Regions from separate parts of the Sus scrofa genome. Here region 2 is linked to region 1. The links are chromatin contacts, called in public Hi-C maps. All regions are on one chromosome and are shown on one strand. The core of a region is the stretch at or near the end of the contact, and the rest is flanking DNA. Distances in the headings are between cores, read along the strand shown. Region 1 holds the start of PPP2R5E (protein phosphatase 2 regulatory subunit B'epsilon). Region 2 holds the start of RHOJ (ras homolog family member J).

Evidence for each region. Hi-C and Micro-C count contacts between places; a contact is called where the count stands out from the background.
Region 2: a contact with region 1 is called in a Hi-C map of skeletal muscle, with 5 times the contacts expected there. The contact joins the promoter of RHOJ here to the promoter of PPP2R5E in region 1. A contact is called at or near these places in 2 of 47 Hi-C or Micro-C datasets (heart right ventricle and skeletal muscle).

What each region holds. Positions count from the first base shown.
Region 1 is chr1:194,503,385-194,508,302 of Sscrofa11.1, reverse strand. It overlaps PPP2R5E (protein phosphatase 2 regulatory subunit B'epsilon), which reads right to left and starts at 2,768. Exons shown (of 14, transcript NM_001244062.1): 1 at 2,725-2,768; 2 at 426-589. The coding sequence starts at 582.
Region 2 is chr1:194,841,311-194,846,010 of Sscrofa11.1, reverse strand. RHOJ (ras homolog family member J) reads left to right here and starts at 2,144. Exons shown (of 5, transcript NM_001168417.1): 1 at 2,144-2,318. The coding sequence starts at 2,144.

The DNA.
Region 1 (4,918 bases), core at 1,519-4,018:
TTTCTATATGTAAGTTAATTGCCGTATATCCTCTACGAGGGCTAGTTCCTGTGATTAAAATTGTATAATTTGTAGTCGTCACCGCATATAGTATTTACATCTAAATGTCAACAGAAGATAAAAAAAGAGACCCACACATCTTAAAGTTTCTGTGGCATTGAGTTTTTCTACTTATTAGTGTGAGACAGTCTCCTGATAATAAGTTTCTTTTCATTTGTTCATGGCTATTTATATTAAATGAGCCCTTTAAAAAGGGGAGTGGGTGTATCTGGTTACAAACTAATAACTTCAACATGTCTGAAATCCCATCTCTTCAATTCCCAATAGAGAATTTTAACAAATATAGAACTCTACAAAAGGAAAATTATATACAGATATAAAAAGATAAATTGAAAAGGAATCCATCACCTGGTCATGAGCCTTACCTTTTAGCAGTGGCAGAGGTGTTAACTCAATAGGCTTGCCTTGAGACCTAAACTGTGAGGAACTTTGTGACCTCTTCTGTCTGGCTTTTCTGACGGACTTCCGAGAAAATCCGTCTACTTTATCCACTGATGGAGGAGTAGTTGGTGCTGAGGACATATCCCTACTGAAGAGAAAGAGGTTGTCATCAACACATTACGAGCATACAGGTGAGTTACACTAATTCTAAAATTCCTATATATTTTTTTTGAGAATGAGAATATGTGAAAAAGAAAGCAAATAAAATCAATTAAGAACACTCATATGTTCAATGGGAAAACAAAAACCAGGTGGAAAATAGAACAAAAGTACTATATAGGCAAAATGGTAATACTAATGTACTGTGGGGCCCTCACTACACTATGCATTAAAGATCCACATTACACTCAAAAAACTCTTCCAAACCACAGTCATTTTCTAACTGCAAAGCTCTTTACATTGTGAGATTCCTAAGGTAATTCTGATGCTATTCTGCAGCTGGAATACTTCAGTCAATACATTTTCCCAAGAAATGTAATGTTATGAATGGGCTCTAGAATTGAAACCCTTATGGTACTTCAGGAATCTATACCAATGTATCACAACAAGGTGAAATTTATAATTTCTGAATTACCTAGGCATGATTTGTAGTGCCATGTGCTGCTAGCTACGATAACTACACCACACCACAAGAGGACAAGCTAGATTACCTTAAACAGAACACATAAAAGGCATAATTAAAATAATTTCAAACATCTTTTTGAATGAAGGCATCTGAAGTTAACAAAGCTTAATAAACAAAACTCATGAAATCATGTACCTAAGTTGAAATAAAAACATAAATCCACAGTCTACTTAGACAACCAAGTTGAGTTCCCTTGAAGTTCATCATCAAATATTAATTTTCATTCCATCAAACTAATGGAACTGAACAGTTCTTCTGGATTTTTTTTAACCTTCTCAAATTATTAACATGAAGGCTATTTCCTAAAAGTAACAAGCATTAAGCTCAGCTTCATTCACCAATTTAAACAGATGCCATCATTTCCATGGCATTGAGGCTCCCAGCAAGATTAATGGCAGACTTTAATAGAAATAATGCATATGGGGGAAATGCTAAAATGCAATTACTCACCTGTCATTCCAATTCATAAGATAAAGTGTTTTTTAACCTCTAAATAAGGGGATTTCTTCCTGAATGTATGAGAGTAAGTTACCTGGATTAGCTGGATTCTGACAAAGTAAAAATAACAAAAACATACACAAAAAACAAACAAAACCATGTGATGTTGAGGTTTGGAATTCTGAAATCTTGTTTGGTTCTCTTTTTTAAAAAAAGTTTTTTTAGCAATCTACCTAATTTACCCTTAAATAAAATGTAACACATAAAACGGAATTGCAAACCATGAATGACTATAAAAGAAGTGAGATCACTTTAAAATTTTCATAATGACTGCATCATCAAGAAGCTCCACATCACATTTGTATGTTGTAAATTTAGGGGCTGCTTTTCCAATCTGTTATGTGATTATTTAAATTTCATTTAACCCTCACAACACAAGATTTCTGTAAATCCTGTTCCTCCATCACTCTTTTTGTCTCTTCTTTATTCATCTCCCATCTCTAAAGATGATTTACCAGTAGCAAAAAAAAAAAAAAAAAAATCTTTAAACCATTTGCCCCTTATGACCGAGGCCCCAGACTCAACCCTACAGCTCTGCAGAACTGAACGTGCAGTAGCAGCGGGTCCGCGCAAAGCCCGGGGAAACAGGTTTTGCTCTGGACCCCGAAGCTTTATCATCCTCTAATCACCGGACACGGGGCATTTCCAAGACTCAGGATAATCCAAAGGGGCCACTGGGGTAGAGGAGAAAGACAGCGAAAGGGCTGGTCGGTAGGGATGCTCACTCCCTTTGCTCCCACCTCCCCGTCATCCCAAACAAACCTTGGAGAAGATAAGCTGCTAAAGAATCCTTCTCACTTCAACAATCCCCTTTTTCCCCCCGCCACCGTCAACAGATGAAGGGGACAGGAATGCGCCTCCAATGACTGAAGGTGGAGAAAAGGGGGCAGGGGCAAGAGAGGCATCACCAGCAGCGTCTGCAGGTAAATCAGACAAGTGGGGCCGGCGCTCCCGCTCCCGCTCCCGCACCTCACACACCGCACCCTCGCCGGTCGGGCCAGGCCTTCCCGAGGCCGGTGCCTGCAGGTCCCCGGAGGACCAGGAGGAGGAAGGGAGGCTGAAAGCAGCAGAGAGCTGCGGTGCAGGAGAGACCAAGTTACCTTGAAGCTTCTGGAGAAGAATCCGAAGATGACCTGTGGTTTCCGAGGGGCAGGAGACGGGGAAGAGGCCGAAGCGGGGGCGGCCGGCGGGGCCGGAGCAGCGGGGGGCGGTCCGGACGGCGCGGGGAGCCCGGGCGACGGCTCCGGGGCAGCGTCCCTCCGGTTCCGCGGCGGCGGCGGCGCCTCTAGGCCTCACGGCCGGACCTGAACCTCTGCGCTCCGGCGGCGGCGGCGGCGGCGGCGGCGGCCTCACGACCCTCCCCCGCGGACCCGTCCCATCAAATCGGCACCGACCCCGTTTCGACTCCGCCGGCGGCTCCGCGTTCACATTCCCGGCGGGCGGCGCCTCTGCTCGTTGCCCCGGACCTGGCGGCGGCGACGACAAGCGGAGGGGGCAGGGAGGGAGGAAGACGGGATCCGCAGCGGCCGCAGGAGGAGGAGGAAGGAAAAGGAGGAGGAGCCGCTGGAGCTGCAGCCGCCGCTGCCAGAGCCGCCGTTCGCCGCCCGCGGAGGGTCCCAGTCAATGCCCCTTTCTCTCTCCTATTGTCAATATCACCGGGCGGCCGAGTCCATGGCACACGCGCAGCCGAACCTTCTGGCCCGCAGAGCCCGCCCCCGGCGCCCGGTCACTGGATGCTTCAAACGGGAAGCGAAGCCTCATTGGTCGACTCCCGCCTTCACTCACCTGTCAGCACGTTGGGCTGAGAGGCGAGCAGGGATTGGCGGCTGGGGGGCGGAGACACGGGAGTGGGAAGAGAAGAGGCCGAAGATTGGCCAAGGCGAGAGGGACCCGGATGCAGCCGAGACCCTGCGGCCGTGCCGCTGCCGCTTCCGCCAGGCGTTTAGGACTGAGTTAGCTGATCCTCCAGGCCCGGGATCAGCTTGTTGAGCCCGGACGTGTGCGGCGGGCAGATCCATTCGGTGGGCTTCCGCGTAACGCGGAGCCTCCAGGCGACGATCGTCAACCCGAGGATCCAGGGGCAAGAGTCGGCTGAGGATGGGGACGCCCCTGGCCCATGATTTCGCCCCTTTCAGCAATGAGGCTAGCCTTTGGGCTCGAGTACCGCGCAGGACGGGCACCGGCGCCGCGCAGAGGAAAAGAAAGCTCCGCCCGCCCATGCGCTGCCGCTTGTGCATTGGGCCCTCGGCACGGCCTGATGCCCCCACCGTCGCTCTGCAAGGAACCTCGTCGGGCCTGGCACCGAAATCCGACCTCCCAGCACTCTGGGGTTGTCGCTTCGAATTCCTTCTTGCCTGGTCTCCTTTCCCTAAACTTCTACTTTGAGTACCAGCTCCTTGGAACTCCTGCGAGCCTTGCTCGGGGCCAGCAACGTGCAGCTTATGCTGGTGGGAAAGCTGATGCTACGACCTGCAGGCGTTTATGGAGATCCGCCGCTTCGCCCACGGCTGCACAGAGTTTAGGGACTCCAGCTCCAAACTGCAGGAGCTCGGCCGCTTCTAGTTGGCAAGTTGGATCCGAAAGAGTTTACGGAGACTTCACTTAACTCTAGCTAGAACAGGTGATAAAATATTTAGAAATGCGTTTGCATCCTTGGTGAGCCCAAGGCTAAATGGTGCGTTTACAAAGACTATTCTTGGGCTGTAGCTGTATTTAACTGCATGCAATGTACATCTTTTGGGGGGGGGGAGGGGTAGGGAGGAAGAAAAAAATTCTTAATGCTAAAAGCAAGTGTCAGGGTTCCAAATGTTCAAAACTTGGTAAATGAAAAAAAAAAAATTAGCGCGTAATCCTACAACCCAGGGATAAGCACTGTTAGTATCTTCCCTCCAGCATTTTTTTCTTTTAATATTGTATTTGCCATTCTGTAGACTAGTCTTTCCCCTTCGCATTATATCATGTTCTCTGTACAGTTAGGAAATAGAACTATGTATAAATAAAACTACCATATAAATGAGTGACAACAACAAAAAATGTGTTGTATTTGTTTGTGCTGTTTAACCCTCAGGTGTTACAAATTTCTATGCATACTCCCAGAAATGGATCTTGAAGGGAAAAATTTTTTGGCACCGTGAAAAAATTTTCAAATTCTGTGTTGAACTAAAATGGGAAACAAAAAGATGGTGCTCTTTGACGGAAACAGGCTTCCACTACTGACTTCACAGATAATTGGCCACTGTATAGACAGAGCTGGTGTTTGCTCTGAAAACTTCACCTCCCTGAGGCCTGATAAAA
Region 2 (4,700 bases), core at 895-3,394, 340 kb before region 1:
TTAATGTTCTCTAAGTCCATTCATGTTGCTGCAAATGGCAGAATCTCATTTTTTATAGCTGAATAACATTCCATTGTTCTATGCATCACATCTTCTTAATCCAGCTGTCTGCTGATGGACACTTGGTTTGGGTCTATATTTTGGCAATTGTAAACAGTGATGCTATGAACACTTGAGTGCAGGCATCTTTTTCAGTTAGAGATTTCATTTTTTCAAGATATATACCCAGGGGTGGAATTGCTGGATAATATGATAGAACTATTTTTAGTTTTTCAAGGAAACTCCATATGTTCTCCATAATGCCTGTACTAATTTACATTCTCACTAACACTATACAAGGGTTCCCTTTTCTCCACACCTTTTCCAGCATTTGTTACTTGTAGACTTTTTGATGATAGCCATTCTGACAGGTCTGAGGTGATATGTCATTGAGCATGTTATTTTAACTTGAGCATGGAGAGTTGTTACAGCAACATAGTCTTATAGTTACACAACCTGACCTAAACACCATCCCTCTATAGGATAGAAATATTGGGATACTTAACACTATGGCAAAAGTTACTATATGCCAACACAGTAGAAATGTGAGGCCACATCTATTACACAGTGGCATATGGATATGGATATATATCAATATTAATACAGACTTATGCCCCCCCCAAAAAAACCCCTCCTCACATCGACTGGATAATTTGAATTCATAAAACTCCATGCTCAAAATTTCAAAGAAACACACAGCTCCCCCATCAAAAAGTACTTGACCCATTTGTCAAAATCACTTGCAGAGTGCCACTTCTTTTCTAAAACCAAGTACATTAATCAAACACAGAGCTTCAAGAGGGCTTCGTTTTGAGTGACCCAATAGACAAATAAATGAGCTGCCATGGCTCCTTTGTAACTGAAGAGGGCCAGGCTGACCAAGTGGAGAGAAGACTAAATCAAAAATAGGACTGTTCAAACAAAAGCAGCGTTTGGGGGCCAGAATCAAACCAATAGAGCCATCCCACATACTCTCATCTCCAAGAATGAATATGAGCCAAGTGCATGTGTGTTTATTCACTAATAAGAAGATGCAAACATCCCACATCTGGTTGATTTCTTATGTGCTACAGCCATAAAAATGTCTGTGTCTGGAATACACATTTGAGCACTGTGCTCCAATGTGGCAGCTTATAAACCTGATTGCACAGCTTATACCTATGATCTACAAGAATGTTTCCCTTGGAAACAATGAATCTCTGGAAGGTTTTCCTCTTCATTGCCAGGACAAACTGCCTAAAGTTTCTCATTTAAGTGTGTGAAGAACTGTCCATTTTTAATTTGCAGGCTTCTAACAGGTCGTGACTCAGTGAGGGATGACGTCAGATGTTATCCTACCAGGGCTGGTGTGGTGTTCTCCACTCATTTAAACCATCCCCTCTGTTTCTAAGGCAGACAGTTCTCTCCAGTTTCCATCCTCTCGTCAGCTTCTTCCCAGCCAGCTACAGGCAAACAGCCTCCCCGGCCAGAGATGAAACAGGAAGTCTGACAGCTTGAGTCGGCAGTGGGACCCCTAGTGTTTTCCCACTCCAGGTCCTGGCAGCCTGCCCCACAAGTACAAACACACACACACACACACAGAGCTCCCATTGTTGCAGCCTTCTCCAGCCCACTGATCCTAATATGGAATGCAGCAGGAAACCCATGATTTCCTGACACTCGGCAAGCTGGAGGAAGCAAGGGAAAACTCCATTAAAAAGCCCGGCTTTCCTCCATGTTAGATGTGAATTGGGAAATGGGGAAGATTTAGCAAAATTCCACTGTGTCTTCAGCCAAGCTTGGAGAACAGGAGACCAGAGTGGAAACCCTCAGGCGGTTGAAATTTCTAGACGGCCAGGAAGCCACTAGAATTCGGTGAAAATGAGGGTTTCTTAGTTCTAACTGATGGGGAAAGCAGACAGATGCTTTTAATCATTCTCCCCCGTGTGTGTTACCTTTCTTGACCAGTATGGTGAGGGAGAGGGCATGTGCCAGACGCCTGGGACACGACCCCAGGTACCCAAAGTAAGACAGAGTGATCCTCAGCCTGCCGCTGGCTTCAAGGGCTTGAGGGGAAGCAGGAGAAGCCCCGGCGGCAGCAGCCTCGGCAGCTGGAGCGGCGAGAATGAACTGCCAGGAGGGAAAGGATAGGAGCTGCGGCTGCGGCCACGAGGAGAAGAAGATGCTCAAGTGTGTGGTGGTGGGGGATGGCGCCGTGGGGAAGACCTGTCTGCTGATGAGCTACGCCAATGACGCCTTCCCAGAGGAGTACGTGCCCACCGTGTTTGACCACTACGCAGGTAAGACAGTGGAAAACCTGCCCCTGCCTGTGGGGTACATGCTGCGGGAGGCGACACCCCAGCTTCAGAGGGGCCTGGCTTAGCTCTCGTGTCAGGACTGGGTGCGGGCCTGGCAGGAGCCAGGTAACGGGCATACGCTCCCACCACTGTCCTTGCTGGAACTGTGAGAACAATGTGTGTATCAACTTGATCGTAACACACTGCTCCCCCTTAACCAAATGAATAAGCTTGGGAAACTCCCTGAACTGCCCTGTAGGTTTTGGGGCCAGAGATTTTATTCAATTTTTGCCTGAAAATTCATCAACTTTTTTTCATGTGGACATTTTAAAATGTAGTGTAATTGTATCACAATTCTTTAAAAAAAAAAAAAAATCACCCCCTAACCACATAACTGGTTAAAAAAAAAAGTGTTCTTGTCACTTCTCATATACACACTGTATGCTGTTGATACATGAAATGCTGAGATTAATAACATTACAACATTCATTTTTCTATAACAATTGGTGCTGTCCTACTGTACTTTCATTTTCCTGTGGAGGTAGGTTGTAGGAAAAGTATTCAAAGATTTTAAATACCTATTAGGTAATCTGTTTCTTAAGTTAAAAGAGACATTTTTAATTAATTATTTTAAAAGTAAAAATAAAGAGAAAAATAAGATTTTTGGTCATTTCAAAGTATGTCCCCAAAGGATGAAACATGCCATAAAATACTTTAAGATCTGATAGTTAAGATACTGTGATCAATAATTTAATTCTTTCAGGTATATATATATATATATAGTTTTCTAAAGTTTATAGTGTGATAGCTTATTTAAATGTTTCCATTTTGACTTTCTTTTTTTCTTAGTCTCCAAAACAAATCTCACTAAATTTCTTAAAAGCAAATTCATAAAATGGTTCAAGTTTACAATAGCCTAGATCGTATAACTTTTTGGAATATGGTAATCCACTTGATCACTGTGAGATCAGCTTGAGTTACAGATTTGAGATTTTGCCAGAGGAAAAGGTCTCTTCCTCCCTTTGGCTTTGGGTCCAGAGCAGCAGAGGGGAAATGGCCCACAGGAAACCTGTGTGAGTGTTGACTTTGCTGTAGGGCCATTTGAGATCCTTTCTGTAGGAAGGAGCTTCTTTTCCAGAGTTAAACAATCACCTTTGTCTCCTCTTACGACAACATGTACATGACTGATGGCCCTATTACCCAGCAGACAGGGGGAGAACCACACTGAAAATAGTATCTACTTCACAGCAAGTTTTTCTATAGTTGGAGAAATTAAGAGCAAACTTGAACGCTGGCTTCCTTAAGTTTTTCTGAAAATATAAGACTATGCCCAGAGAAGAATATTTCAATGAGAACAGAATAAGGAGAAGTACAAATAGACTTTCACTTGGAGAAGGAAAAAAAAAACTAATCATAAAATCAGGTTTGCAACTTCAGAAAGTTATTAGGATACTTGACTTGTAAACATCTTTGCAAAAGTTATTTATTTTACAACTTCTTTTTTGCCAAAAATAGGGAAATGGCTCATCTAATTTCAAAAACATTTAGATCAAAAATGGAACCCAAGGAGTTCCCTCCATGGCACAGTGGGTTAAGAATCTGACTGCAGTGGCTTGGGTCACTGCTGAGGTGTGGATACAATCCCCAGCCTGGCCACAGTGGGTTAAAGGATTTGGCATTGTTGCTGCTGTAGCTGGGATTCAATCCCTGGCCCAGGAACTTCCATATGCCACAGTTGCAAACGCTAAAGAAAAAAAATAGAACCTGAAATCTACTAAAGGGAGAGGTGTCAAGTGCTTTTAAAAATTATGGGAGTTCCCTTCATCGCTCAGGGGTTAATGAACCTGACTAGGATCCATGAGGAGTCAGGTTCCACCCCTGGCCTTGATCAATAGGTTAAGAATCCGGTTTTGTTGTGAGCTTTGGTATAGGTCCCAGATGTGGCTCAGATCCCATGTTTCTGTGGCTGCGACTGTGGCGTAGGCCAGCAGCTGTAGCTCCAATTCGACCCCTAGCCTGGGAACTTCCATATGCCACAGGTGCAGCCCTGAAAAGCAAAAAAAAAAAAAAAAAAAAAAAAAGAAAAAAAAGAAATAAAAAAAAGAAAAAAATTGTATATCCTATCCTCATCTATTGGGTGAACCAATTACAGTCCAGGGTCAAGGAAAAAGGTAAAACCATCTTTAGAGATAAAGTCATCCGATTAAAACAAAAAAAATGTTAGAGGTCAAACAAAGGCTGAACTACCAGTAGATTTCACTAGGATCAAATTACTTTCTATTTCAGTCATGTACATGCTTACTGTTATTTGAGCATCAAAGTATCTTAGATTTTGGCTACTCCATATTTTAGTGCTCAAGAAATCAGTCACTGTACCCAAAGCAA